3 separate regions of the Sus scrofa genome follow, and all the other regions are linked to region 1. Evidence: chromatin contacts called from public Hi-C and HiChIP or PLAC-seq data. All regions are on one chromosome and are shown on one strand. Each heading gives the region's core, a stretch centred on a gene start, on an enhancer-like site or on the middle of the called end of the contact. The rest is flanking DNA. Distances are from core to core; before and after follow the strand shown. Region 1 holds the start of CNOT4 (CCR4-NOT transcription complex subunit 4). Region 2 holds the start of C18H7orf49 (modulator of retrovirus infection homolog). Region 3 holds the start of MTPN (myotrophin).

Region 1 (4,589 bases), core at 1,932-4,431:
AAAACCAAAAAACAAAAAAAGCAAAGCATTTATTAAATGAATAGATGATATGTCCTACACTGAGGAATCATTAGGCAGCTAGGTAATAGAATTTAATGCTTTTTTTTTTTCTTTTTGGCTGTCCCATGGCAATACTGAATTGCTGAGCCAGGGATCAGCAGTTGCAACCTAAGCTGCAGCTGCAGCAATGCTGGATCCTTAACTCACTGTGTGACAGGCCAGGGACGGAACCTACCTCCCAGTGCTCCCAAGACACTGCTGATCCCTTTGCCCCACAGTGGGAACTCCTAGAATTTAATGTTAATTACCTTTTTAAATGGTATGTGTTACATGAATAAATCTGTATGAAATTATAATGCAATATATAGATATATATGAATAATTGGTATCATAGCGTAAAAATAGCTTTGGCCTGAGAGGTCAGTAACTCTATCACTAATCAGTTGGTGGCCTAGGAAATGTCCTTGCCTCACTGGTAGTCTCCAGGAAGAAATGACTGTCCCTAGGTGTAGTATTGCCCTCTAGTGTTGGATACTCTGGGAGGTACTACTGGCCTTTAGAGGGTAAGGGCCAGGTAAGCCAGACTTTCTATAAAACATGGGACTGTTTCTTACGTGAAAAATTATTTTCTGTACCTCAAGGCTTGCAAATGCTCCAGTGCAGGTGAAAAAGCTGTATATAGTGATCTTTACCTCAAACCTGGACAGTTTTTTTGTTTTTTGTTTTTTTTGGCCACACCAGTGGCATATGGAAATCCCTGGACCAGGATTTAAATCTGTACCACAGCAGTGACCCAAGCCTCAGCAGTGACAATGCCCGATCCCCAAGCCCCTGCGCCATAAAAGAACTCCAAAACCTGACCTTTTTTTACATATGAAAACAAAGCTGTTTTTAATTTTTACACATTTTTAACAGCAATGTTTTAGGAATGCATCTACAGTGGACACTGAAGATAGATTAGTGTTGTCCCTACAGAGCCAAAATACTATAGCTGTGTCAATTGGTATTTGTAGCTTTCATATTCATGGAGATTTTATTTATAAGTGCCAATGAATGACAATTTGATTACATTTTCTAGAAAAGTCATGACTGAGCATTTATATATTGAGATAGAATTCACTATTATAAATTACTTTCTTTGTAGTTTTTATATCATATAGCACATTATTTTGATTTAAAACAAAATCATGTATGCAGATGAAATTCATAAATTATCCATGAATTTCATTACAGGCTAATAAAACACATTATGAAGATACTGTTCTTAAAAAAAGTGCATGCATTGGAATTCCCATTGTGGTGCAGTGGAAATGAATCTGACTAGGAACCATGAGGTTGTGGTTCAATCCCTGGCCTTGCTCAGTGAGTTAAGGATCTGGCGTTGCTGTGAATTGTCTTGTGGTTCCTCACGTGGCTCAGATCTGGCGTGGCTGTGGCTGTGGCGTAGGTTGGCAGCTGTAGCTCCAATTGGACCCCTAGCCTGGGAACCTCCACATGCCGCAGGTGTGGCCCTAAAAAGACAAAAGACAAAAAAAAAACCCAAACCCCAAAACCAAAAAACAAATAAACACAGAGTTCCCTTTTGCCTCAGTGGGTTAAGGATCCTGTGTTATTACTGCTGTGGCTTAGGTCACTGCTGTGGCACAGGTTCTGTTCCTGGCCACGAGTGCAGCCAAAATAATAATAATAATAAGAAGAATAAGAATAATAACAATAATGCAGCCAAAATAATAATAATAATAATAAAAAAGAGAAAAAAACCAACAAAAAAAGAACAAGCACACATTTAAGAAAATAGATGTCTCCTATATTGAATGTTTAGATAGTTAACTAAAGGTGGCAAATCCAAATGACTTTCCAGGTTTCCTTGCTAGCTTATGAGTTCATGATTCCGCAACTTCAAGTTTTTGGTAAATTGTGAGTTTATTATATATTTAAGTTTCCACCAAATAACTGGTTCCAGGCTTAACAGTGAAGAAACTGAAACACAAAGAACTAACGTATTTTTAAAAAATTAAATGAAGTCTTCTCAATGAGATTAGGTCTACAGATTTAAAATTGCAACCTCTTTCCCTATTCCCCTTCTGTTCAATTTTTTTCATCAGTTACCGTATAATATGCATTTTAATCATGTCTTAAAAATTGCTTCCTTTCCCTTTTATTTCACCTTAACACACACACACTAGAATAGACACAGGAATTCCTGGAAGAGGAATTTTGTCATTTTGCTGGCTGTCACCTCCCCATGTATAGAACAGCGCTGGGCACATAGGGGGAGCTCATTGAGTATTTGTTGCATGAATGGGTGAAGAATTCACGCAACAAGCAAAACCAACTGCGTCAAGCGGCCACTTCCATCAGAATTCTAGGAGGCATGTGGGAGGGACCAGAAAATTGATTTTTGAGATTGAAAATTCCTCGGCGCTCTTTGGGATTGCGAGAGCATTCTTGTACTCCTTGGGATGTATGGATGTATGAAGGGTTTGTGAACTCTGCGCGCAGAGCTGTGCAAGCTGGAAATCGAACTTAAAATAATTTGCACCTAAATCCGTAAAATGTTCTCAAATTTATATAATCAGAAACACATTTTTGTAAACGCATGGGTCTTCTGTTCTCTTGTACGTATATACAGGATAATTTAGAGTATCTTTTCACTGGAGATTCATGGTGAAGATCGGATCAAGGGTGGTGGCTCCAAAATGCACAAACAGGGGAAACGAGTTAACATTCACCTTCCACAAGCAGATGCCAATTCAGTATCCAATTCCCACCCTAGATCAAATCCCGCGCCCCTCCTACCTTCCACCTGCCTCTACCCTGCCTCCTTTAATACCTACGGTAGGCGGGGTCAGAAAAGAGAAGGTCTCAGCTCCCCCAAATTGGTTACGCCCGCCGCGAGTTCTGGTTTCCCATATTTGAGCAACACCGAGGAAACGGAACCGCTAACGAAGGCCGCCGACCAAATGACAAGAGAAGCAGCACCGGGCCGAAAAGGAAGCAAAACACGGAGAAAGGCAGTAGTGTGGCAACCACGTGAGGTAGGCGATCCGGTCCGCCCTCCGAGTGAGAACTTCAATTCCCGGCTTGCAGCTGGGCGGTTACCCTCCGAGGACTACAACTCCCAGGGTGCTGCGGGACCGGCCGCCGGCCGCTCCTCCCGCCCCTCCCCCGCCCCTCCTGGCCGGATCGGCGTGCGCCTGCGCACGGGAGGCCGGAGGAGTCTTACCCTAATGTAAGATGGTGGCCCGTCTGGCTGTGGAACCCACCGAAAGCTGAGAGTCTCCCTCTCAGCCGTAAAGGTCGGACTCGCTGAGGCAATCAGGCCCGGTTCTGAAGAGTTTTTTCCCCGACACTCGTTCAGTGGTTTCTTGTGAGGACGCGGCACCGCGTGGAGTCGGCTAAGGGAAAAGCGAGGCAAGGCAGGCGGGTGAGTCTATGCGGGGCTGGGCTTAGGGGAAACCCGGGGTTGACCGGCTACGAGAGAGCGGAGGCTTCGCTGGGACTGTGCAGGCCGCACCCCCCTTTCTCCCCACCCCCCGCCTCATCTTCACCCTCCTCCTTCTTGGTCTTCCTCCTCCTCCTCCTCTTCCTCCCTCTTCCCTCTACGCCACAGCAGTTACCACCAGGAAAAGGGAGCGGGGCAGAAGGCAGCGCGGCGGCGAGCACCGACTGCTTCGAAAATCTCTTTAATTGGGCAGCCGAGGAGGCTGCTCGTCTTCAACGCTCTCCCCTACATTTTTGTAGGGGCAAGAAATCTTCGGTCTCAGGACTCCTTGTTTTCCCAGCCCCCTTTCGCCCCTCTGACGTCCTTTCCCAGTGGCCCCCGTCTCCCAAGACCAAAGCCATCACTTCCACTCTGACCTGTGTTGCTGCTGCTCATTAATCCCACTGCTCGTTGCCCACTCGTGCTGCTGCTTGTTTTTTGCTCCCTGCTACCACTCTGGAGTTAGCCTTTGCCCCCCTCTCGTGCTTGCTTTTAGCCCCAGCCTACCTGCTACCCTTAGAGCTTCTTCCGATTTGCAGTCTTTCCTTTAACCACATCTGTCATTTTAAAGCTGCCCCTTAAAGTATCTAGATTACGCTGCTGCTTGTACTAACCCACCTGTTTCACAGCTTTCTTGGGTATTGTCCGTTCCTTCCCTCTTTGCTATACAGATTCTTTCAACATACACTTCCAGAAAAAAAAAAAAAAAAAAAAAAAAAAAAAAAAAAAAGGGATGCCCCGTGTTGGCCCCCGAGAAGTCAAGGAAGTTGGGAAGTGAATGAAGTGAGGTAGGATACTATTAAACATTGTGAGTGAAGATCGTTTATTCAGGCTGCCCCGGAGAGGAACGTCTTCGTTTTGTTTCCAGGGATCTGGTTGTGGATTATTCGCTCTGTTGGGACTTTTTGTTTTTGCTTTTTGGCTTTTTTCCCCCTCCTTTCTCTTTTCATTTTGAACCGGTTTCTCCATGCTGTCTAGCGTTCTTCTGAATTGCCTCTCCCCAGGACACTTAATGTGGGCTCTGATTACACCAACAAATATTAGCCTAGGCATTTCAAAATAAGATAAATCTGGCACACAACCAAATTTATCTGTGAACTCCGCA
Region 2 (4,356 bases), core at 1,426-3,925, 310 kb after region 1:
TTCACCCATTCCCACCTGGTAATCCTCCTTCAGATGAGCAAACCCAAGACTTTCCCATTTATAATTTTTGCCATCTTCTGCATTGAAACAGCAGCATTATTTAGCTCCTGCAGTGATTCTGTAGGGTGTTTAAAAAGTGTTCATGTGTTTCAGTTGAGAGAGAATTCACGGTTTTAACTTTCTTCATCTTGAAGTTTGTCTTGGGCCCATTCTCTCAATACGTCCCCGCAGCTTGCTAAAAATGTCTTTTAAGGTTTGGAGAAGAACAACACTGTCTCTTCTGTCATTTCCTTTGGGATCTGGGCTGGATCCCTCCCTCCCTCCCTCTTGTGAGCTTGGCCCGTAGCTGATGTGACCGAGGCTCCATCAGCATGGGTAGAGGTGGAAGAAGGTTCCACATCACGTTGAGGCCGCCTAGAAACGAAACCACAATACCATTAACCTCTGACCTTTTGAAATTACCACGTGCAGCATATGCTGCGGGCCCCCCTGCCCCCACCTGGCTTTGTCTCCGGCCTCCAGCCCCTCCCAGGGCCTGTCAGCAGGCACTCCTCCTGGGTTCCTCCCGCCCCCCACCCCCAAGATGAGCTCCCACCCTCCAGTAAAGGCTGTCAGAACTTCAGTTTACCTCTCCTCCATACCTGCTTGGCATCTAGCTGAGAACCCCAGCAAGTCCCCTCCACTAGCTTGGGCAAGGGCAGCTGGAAGAAAACCACCCAATCCAGCCTCAGGCCCCCGAGCTCATGCCTCGGGCGCAGATGTGGGCCCCGGCTCTGGGCTGGGCTCTGCGGGAGAATGAGGCACATTTCTCTGGCTCTCTTCAGGGCCTGGCCCTGCTCCCCTGCTTCTGCTCCAAGACAGACCCCCGCAGCTCAGCCATCACAGCGCTGCGGGAGCTGACTCTGACCCATTCGAATGCTACAGCTTGGGTTTCTCATCCTCACTCGGACTTTCACACGGGAAACTTTTTATGCAGAGGCTGGTTTCCTGCTCCTCAGGCCCCGTTTTTCAGCAGGTTATGGGAAGAGGTTTTTAAGGAGAAAAAGGTGGAGGGAGTAGTTCTAATAATAGCAAGTGCTCTCTGTTCCTTCATTCACAAAACAAAATGATGCATCTCCACCAATAGACTTGGGTTTGTCCTGGCTCACAGTTGTGGGAGCGGAGGACCCTAGAGGTCAGTGAGCCTGCCCTGGAACCAAATGCAGCCTTTGCCCTTTCCTGTGTGCCCACTTCTGTTCCCCTCTAACCTTAAAAGAACCTGGTTATAGGAATGACATTACTGCGCAATTGAAACGGACTCCTGACTTAGGCCCTCCTGAATGCACACCATGTCTTGTCTAACCTGGTCTTTTCCTAGACAAAAAGGATGATGAATTAAGTTAGTAAGAAAATCTAAAGAATAAAAATTTTAACAATTAAAAATGGAGCATCTGATTGCTGTGGCTCCAGTCACTGCGAGGTACGGGTTTGATCCCCAGGCCTGCACAGTGGGTGAAAGGATCTGGCATTGCTGCAGCTGTGGTGTAGGTCGCAGCTGGGACTCAGAGTCAGTCCCCGGCCTGGGAACTTCCATATGCTGTGGGTGTGGCCTTAACATAAACAGTGAGTAGCTTTCTACCCTCAACAGTCCCCGTGAGCAATCCTGCAGGCAGATGACCCAGGCGAGATAACATCTAAAGGGGTCAGCACTCAATGGAGAAGGATGCAGAACCCAACCTCCTGCCTCCATGAGTCACTGAGATTCTACCCCCCTGCCCCCCGCCAATTTTCCCTGTAAAAACTGTCATGGTTGAGCAGAATCTTGGGGGATTGCCAACTTTCCTGATGAAGGCATATTTCCCTTCTAGTGACACTTGCCTCTCAAATTACTGGCATAGAGGCGATGAGCAGCCGAACCTGGGTTCAGTTAGAGAACCAGAGTAGAAGCAGGTCCTGCCCATCTGTGTTGGCCTCCTGAAGAGGCTGCAGGCAGAGCCCTGGCTCATCCCACAGCTAAAGGATTTAAACTTCCCTGGCTCAGCCTCCTTCGCTTGGGTTGAAGATTAGTATGGGGTTAAAGTGCTTTGGAGAAGCTGAGATGCCACACAGCTGGAAGCGAGAACGCCTGGCTCTGGATTCAGGGTTCTCAAACTCTGGATCACTCTCCACCACCCTGCACTTCCAGCACATGGAGAGTAATTTTCTATTACTAGCTATTGGTTATAAATCACACTTCAAATGGCCGTCTCGATAGTTTTGTGTTTGGGGATCGGACTGTCGGTTCTGATCATCCTTTTGCCTCAAAATATGGTAGGAGTTACACCTGTAACGGCTTGTGCTAGCCTTTTTACTTGTGTCTGACACCTGGGGTTTCTTCGCCTGCCTCTTTTAGGTTACTATGAGTGGTGTGATTTTAAATAAAACTAGATGCTAACCCCACGTGTGAACTGCAGTGCTCAGCATCAGGCTGCAAGGAAAGCAGCGAGGACACCTGGGCAGCCTGCCAGAGCACCCCGCTAGTGCAGGGAACACCTCGAAGGCCAATTTGAATATTATTAGTAAGACCTACTTTCAAGATAACAAATGTTAACAGTCTTTAATTTCCCTTCCTGCCTCTGAGGGGTTCACCTTGCACCACCCCTGCTCCCAGGGGGATGTATGCCTCCAAAGAGTGCGGAACTCAGGCTTTGGGAATTCTCTCCTGCTCCCTCCGGCAGAGTTTCAAAAATGCAGATCCACCTGCTCCTCTGCCCCTAATTTCTGGTTCAGGGGGCCTGGGAATTGACACTTTAACAAAATCCAATCAGCAAGCCTCAAATAGAGATACATTTGGGTACAAGATACTGTTAAAATCATTCATGATGCTTCTTAAAGAACAATAAGGCAAATTTTATTCAATAGGATTTTGCAGCAGGGGAAAAGATTGGGCTCAACCACTGCAAGGAAAAGTGGCAGGGCTGGCGTCAGTGGATGCATGATTAAGAGGAAACATCAGGGGTAAGGGGGATTCTGGCCAAACTGACCTAACAGGATTCTTGCGGAGGGCAGGCGGCGGGGGTGGGGGAATCAGGCATCACCTGGGAGCTGGTGGCAGCTGAAAATCAGATATGGAGGGTGGGTGGACGCTGGCTAAACCAACTTGGCAGTATTCTTGCTAAAAACGGACAATGTGGAGTCCAAGCGACAGGGCCTAGTTGAGAGTTCAGAGGAGCCTGACCTGAGTTTGGTCAAGGAGTGGGTTTGTCAGGACCCGGGACAGCGGGGCCGGCCTCTGATCAGCTGGGGTGTCCTGGCTCCTTGGCCCGGGGCGCAGATCACGCGAGCTGCCGGCAGGGGGCGCGCCCGCGCCTCTGCGCAGGCCGGTGGTCGGGAGCCGGAAGCGCAGGGACGCGGCGGAGCCGGGGGGCGGGTTACCGTGCGCGCGGGGCAGGCTTCCGGCCCGCGGGGATCTGAGCTCCCTAAACCGCCCAGAATCCATCTCCCGGACGCTCCCCGGCAGCCAAGAAGGGGGTGGGGGCCCGGAGGCAGGAAGCCCGGGCCGGAGGAGCGCCGGGAACGCGGGGGTCCGGTAGCCTGCGAGGCCCCGCGTGGATGTTCGGCGTCTCCCCTCCTCCTGCAGGTTGGCATCGGTCTCATCGCTCCAGGGCGGGACGGGGTCCCGGAGGGAAGCGGCGGCTGAGAATGGGAGCGCTGGGCAGGGCCGGCGCCCGCGGGGCGGCGCCGGGGAGTCCCAGGCCCTCACCACCCCCAGCCACCGGGCCAGGGAGCACAGGGCCCGGAGTCTGGAGGAGCAGGGTGCCAGTCCTGACCCGGCCGTTTCGAACTTTTTTTGTGATTTCGTGCAATTTGCCAGGTCTCAGATACTCATCTGTAAAATGGGTCTCATAGTATCTGCCTAAGGGTCAAACCAATATATGCATTGACCTCTGTGCAGTGCCTGTGCCAGGCGGTTAGCAGCTGCTCTTCAGATGTGGAAATGACTGTTACCACCTCTTGAATTTTGACAGAAGTGAGTCTGCTCTCTGTGGCCAGAAAGGTTTGGATGATGTCCTGGTAATTCTTTTTTTTTTTTTCCCCCTTTTTACGGCCTCACCTGTGGCATATGGAAGTTCCTGGGCCAGGGGCCCAATCAGAGCTGCAGCTGCCGGCCTATGCTGTAGCTACGTAACGCTGGATCTGAGCCACATCTGCAACCTAAGCTGCAGTTTAGTGGCAACGCTGGATCCTTAACTCACTGAGCTGGGCCGGGGATCCAACCCGCTCACAGAGCATCAGGTCCTTAACCCACTGAGCCACAAGGGGAACTCCCAATTTTTTTCTTTTAAGTTGTAAGCAGCCATTCTAGAGGAGCAATAAAAGATCGAGTTAAGATTCAAA
Region 3 (4,661 bases), core at 1,863-4,362, 490 kb before region 1:
AGTGGTTAGCGAATCCGACTACGAACCATGAGGTTGCGGGTTCGATCCCTGCCCTTGCTCAGTGGTTTAAGGATCAGACATTGCCATGAGCTCTGGTGTAGATCGCAGACTCGGCTTGGATCCCGCGTTGCTGTGGCTCTGGCGTAGGCTGGCCGCAAAAGCTCCAATTCGACCCCTGGCCTGGGAATCTCCATATGCCATGGGAGCGGCCCAAGAAATGGCAAAAAGACAAAAAAATAAAATAAATAAATAAATAAAAAGGTAACTGTCTATGTGGGGGATTACTTGGAAAAGGGTAAGTGTGAAAAGGGGGCGGCTAGCTGAAAGGCTGTTGTAGCAGGGCAGAAATGACAGAGCTGGGAAGGGTCTTAGGGGAGTCAGCAGGGAAGATGACAGGAAGTGAACAATTTAATATATATTTTGAAGGACTTACTGACTGATCGAATAAGAGGTTGGGAGCTGTAGGAGTTATTTATGACTCCCATTGTCAAAGACGAACAAAGCAGGACACTAGTTAAAGTGGTAAGGAGAGAATTTCAGCAGTAATAACTACAGCTATAGGGAAAAAAAGGTCCAGTGTGAACTGAACTTCCATTTGTGCAGAGATGAATAGGTGTTTGAAACGGAGAATGAGGGAGTGGAGTGGAGTAGGGGCTTAGTGTCAGGGAAGTAAAAAATTACAGCAGACTAGTCCATATAAATGCAATTAGGCCAGCTGTGTCTGCTAGTGGCAATCATCGAAGTCAGGATTCCACCCTCCTACAGAGACCGAGAGAGGGAGGGCCTGTCCTCAGGTGCTGACTGGACCAAACAGGAGCCTTGGCAGCCCTGACTTTTCTCCTGCAAGCACGTTAAGGTGGCCTGGGGTCATTTTAGGCTGTGGCCTTAAACTGTTAGGAACTGTGTTCGTGTTGTTCAAGTCTTACTAGATGAAGGTTGAGGGAGGCCTAGTTAAAAGAAAGCTAAACATTTTCTCAAAATTTAAAAAAAAAAGGAGTTCCTGTTGCGGTGCAGTGGAAACAAATCTGACTATTAACCATGAGGTTGCAGGTTCGATCTTTGACCTCCATCGGTGGGGTAAGGATCCAGCATTGCCATGCACTGTGGTGGAGGTGGAAGATGCGGCTCAGATCCTGCATTGCTGTGGCTGTGGTGTAGGCTGGCAGCTGCAGCTCCTATTAGACCCCTAGCCTGGGAACCTTCGTATGCTGCAGATGTGGCCCTAAAAAGGAAATAATAATAATAATAATAATAATAATAATAATAATAATAATAACAGGAGCCTGGTTAGAGTTTGTTCAAGGAGAGAATCTTTGTTACCATGTTTCTGGTTTTAGGGACAGGGTGGGTGGTGATGTCATCCACAGAGAAGGCGTGGTCTAGGGGACAACTAGGTTTAGTATCCAGAGGAGACCAAATTCTATTTTGGACATGTTAAATGTGAGACATTCAAATGGGTAAGAAGTTAAATATAAGAATGGGTCACATAAGAGAAGTCTGGGCTAGAGATATAAATCCAGAGCTGTCACCAGGATGTAACTCAAAGATCACATAGGTGAGTCAGAAAAGAGATAGGAACTCCAAGATTTACCCAAGAAATTCTTCCTTGGGACTTGTTTCTTGGGATGTATCGTCTTTAGGTATGTAGAGTCGTGTTTCTAGTTGTCAGAAAGTAAAATTAACAGGATAACAATCAAGGTAGTATTAAATATTTGGCAGTTCTTTTGATTTGAATCCTATCTTTATTTGCTCTTTCTAAATCGTAGCTATATAGATGTATGTATATATATGCATACATTGAACACTATTGTCATATCCATTTAACATAGATGGAAGACTGAACAGAGAAGGGTTAAGTAATTTGCCCGAGGTGACAGAAAATTAATAAGGGCTCAGTCCTGTGTTCAAAGCTAAACATTCTGGTTCCAGCCCGTTTTCTGGTTCCTAGATGGCAAGCCTAGTAAAGTAGCTTGGTTTAATTGTTTAGTGGGTCATAAATAATAGACTATATAATATTATAGTTTCAGTAAGAGGTTTTATTGGCTCTCTCTATGTTCATGTATGGATCACCAGGGGTGAGGCACAATTCACCTGGTGGCTGTGCCCCAGGGTAAACTCAAGGAAGAGTAGAACTGGTTTCACTAGCACCGTCCTGAAGCTTCAAAGCATTAAAAACAAAGGAACACAAAACTTCAAAAACACAAATTGCACTGGTCCGTTAAGCTTGCTCTGCCCTATGGCAGCAAACTTAATTCCTAGTCCCTGAAGATCATTTGCTGATCCGGAAGAAAAGCAGTTTTTCCCTCAACAGAATATGATGCGCAGTCCTAACACACTGAAGTTACCTTGTTCTCAGGAGGACTGAAGCGTTCCTTGAGGGCAGGGACGGTTTTATGCCTTTTTTTTTTTTTTTTTAAACTGTATCCTTTATGCCTAGCAGAGTCTGACATGAAGTGGGGGAAGGATCCCAAGGGATCCTTGATATTGGAGGAAAAGAGGGAAGGAGCAGGAAGGGACGGACGGAGAAAGAAGAAAAGGAGGGACGGAGGGGAAGAAAACCGAAGGGAAGGAATTCAAATCAAACATTCCTACGGGACGGGACGCTTTAGAAGGTGAACAAGATGCCCTCCAAGGTTGTGGGTTTGTTTGTTTTTTTTTAAGTTCTTCCCGTTTATGATGCCCAGAAACGTCCCCGTCCGGTCTGCAATGCCTTAACTCTCCCTCTGCTTGCTCTCTGACCCGCTCCTCCGGCCCCCAAGCCCCCGCACACTTCTCGCGGACCGCATTCATCCGCCGGCCCCGACAGCGCGCCTGCGCATCCCGAGCCCTCGGCCGCCGGCCGCCGGGGCGGGGTCGGGAGCCGGCGCTCTGCCGAGGGGAAGAGGAAGAGGAAGTGGGGGGAGGGTCCTAGCTGGGAGTGAACCGGAAGTGCAAACGCTCCGGCTTCTCCTCGGTCAGGCGGAACCTGCTCTGCTGGGCCCGGTGGCCGCAAAAAAACTTTCTTTCTCCCGCCCCAACGGTCACAGCGGCCAACTGCCTCGCCCGCCTGGCGGCCTACCCCGCCTTCTCTCCTCTCCAGCTCCGCGCGGCCCTGTCTCCCTCTGGCCCCGCGGTATCCGCTTGCTGTTGCCACCGCCTCCTCGTCTTCTGCCCGTGCAACCGGCCCGCCCCGCTGCAGTGATGTGCGACAAGGAGTTCATGTGGGCCCTGAAAAACGGGGACCTGGATGAGGTGAAAGACTACGTGGCCAAGGTAAGCAGGCATGAGTGCAGTCGGCGAGAGCACGGAGGCGGGATGGAGAGGAGGCTGAGGAAGCTGCGGGGAGCTGGGGCGGCCGGGGGTGGGGGAGACCTGGGTGGAGGTGACACCAAAGGGAGGGGAGGCAGGGACCGTCTAAACTGAAAGAAGGGTCCACAAACCACGGTCGCGTTCTGTGCCAGGTAACTGCCGTGGGGATGCAGCCGGGCTCTTCTTGCCTCGCTGACCCCTTGGGGGAGGGGAGAAGGGGTGACCCGCTCTTTCAGAGTCACTTGGAAGCCCTGATGATTTGGGTTCGGCCCTCTCCTACGCCTGAGTTACTTAAAATCTTTCTTTGGATGAGGTAATTCTCCATCTTGGACTCGCCGACTGCTGAATGAAGTAACTTAGGTGATGAGGATCAGAGGAACATTTTCTTTGACTTTGGGCCTGTTATGAATATAAAGTAGTCACGGACCGTGAAAAAGAGTACCGAAAATAGCAGTAGTTAAAATTCTGAAACTTGGTCTCACTTCACTGTGAAGTCTTAACTTTGGGTGTGGCCCTTTTCCTCTCCCTCCCTACAACAAATAACTTACTTGCTTCAAGTAGCAAGGTTGTCAGTTAGCACCTGGGAGTGTTTAAGATATCTTGAGTCGTTTTCAAACAAGCATATTAACTGAGTTACTCCATCTTCCTCCTCGATTCCACCTGAAATGCTTACACGCGTAGTAAATAGCAAGGCAGTTTATTCACAGAGTATTGAGGGGTAAAATCATGATGAAAGGGAATCTCAAACCTAAGCTCAAATGTGATGGAGTGGTAAGCTTAAAACTCCAAGCTGGCCTGCTTTTGGACCCTGAAACTGTGCCATTTGTAATTATGAGAGAACTTACATGTGATTTTAAAACGATGATGATCTAAAAAGAAATCTTCCAAAACAAAGGTATGACTTTATGACTTAAGTATGGAGCACATCTTGCATCCAAAAAAGTATAGCTTTCTGACTTGATCATGGAGGGCATCTTGCTCACTTTCTGAAAGTGTGAGGACCTGATCCAGATTTTAAAAGATATGATCACTGGTATGGCTCTGTGTTTTTGCTTCAGAGATCTGTGTTAGGAAGCAAGTAAGCAGAAGCAGAGTTTCTTAAAACTTAAAGGATTGTGCAAGGCAAGCTACAGATAGTTTCTATTCTGTTTAATACAATTACAGTTTAGACTTTTTGCATACAGGTTATCTGCTTAGTTATTTGTGACACACTGTTGACTGCCTTCTTAGCTAGTGGCATTCTGAAACCCAGACTCGCTGGATGTTTCAGTGTAACATGAAAGGAAAGAAGTTGACGAGGAACCCTTCAGTTCATGGTACGCTTCCAGTGGTGGGACACTGCAGTGCTCTGGAAGGGAGTAGGCTTTTGTTTT

Evidence for each region. Hi-C and Micro-C count contacts between places; a contact is called where the count stands out from the background. HiChIP or PLAC-seq counts read pairs in DNA pulled down with a chosen protein or histone mark.
Region 2: a contact with region 1 is called in a Hi-C map of liver, with 4 times the contacts expected there. The contact joins the promoter of C18H7orf49 here to the promoter of CNOT4 in region 1. A contact is called at or near these places in 3 of 47 Hi-C or Micro-C datasets (heart right ventricle, liver and skeletal muscle).
Region 3: an H3K27ac HiChIP or PLAC-seq map of alveolar macrophages shows a contact between it and region 1. The contact joins the promoter of MTPN here to the promoter of CNOT4 in region 1. A contact is called at or near these places in 1 of 47 Hi-C or Micro-C datasets (heart right ventricle) and 1 of 2 datasets of contacts at active chromatin or transcription factors (alveolar macrophages).

Annotation. Positions count from the first base shown.
Region 1 is chr18:13,818,392-13,822,980 of Sscrofa11.1, forward strand. CNOT4 (CCR4-NOT transcription complex subunit 4) reads left to right here and starts at 3,182. Exons shown (of 12, transcript XM_021078768.1): 1 at 3,182-3,427.
Region 2 is chr18:14,125,049-14,129,404 of Sscrofa11.1, forward strand. C18H7orf49 (modulator of retrovirus infection homolog) reads left to right here and starts at 2,676. Exons shown (of 4, transcript XM_013985607.2): 1 at 2,676-3,598.
Region 3 is chr18:13,327,152-13,331,812 of Sscrofa11.1, forward strand. It overlaps MTPN (myotrophin), which reads left to right and starts at 3,113. Exons shown (of 4, transcript NM_001256778.1): 1 at 3,113-3,252. The coding sequence starts at 3,181.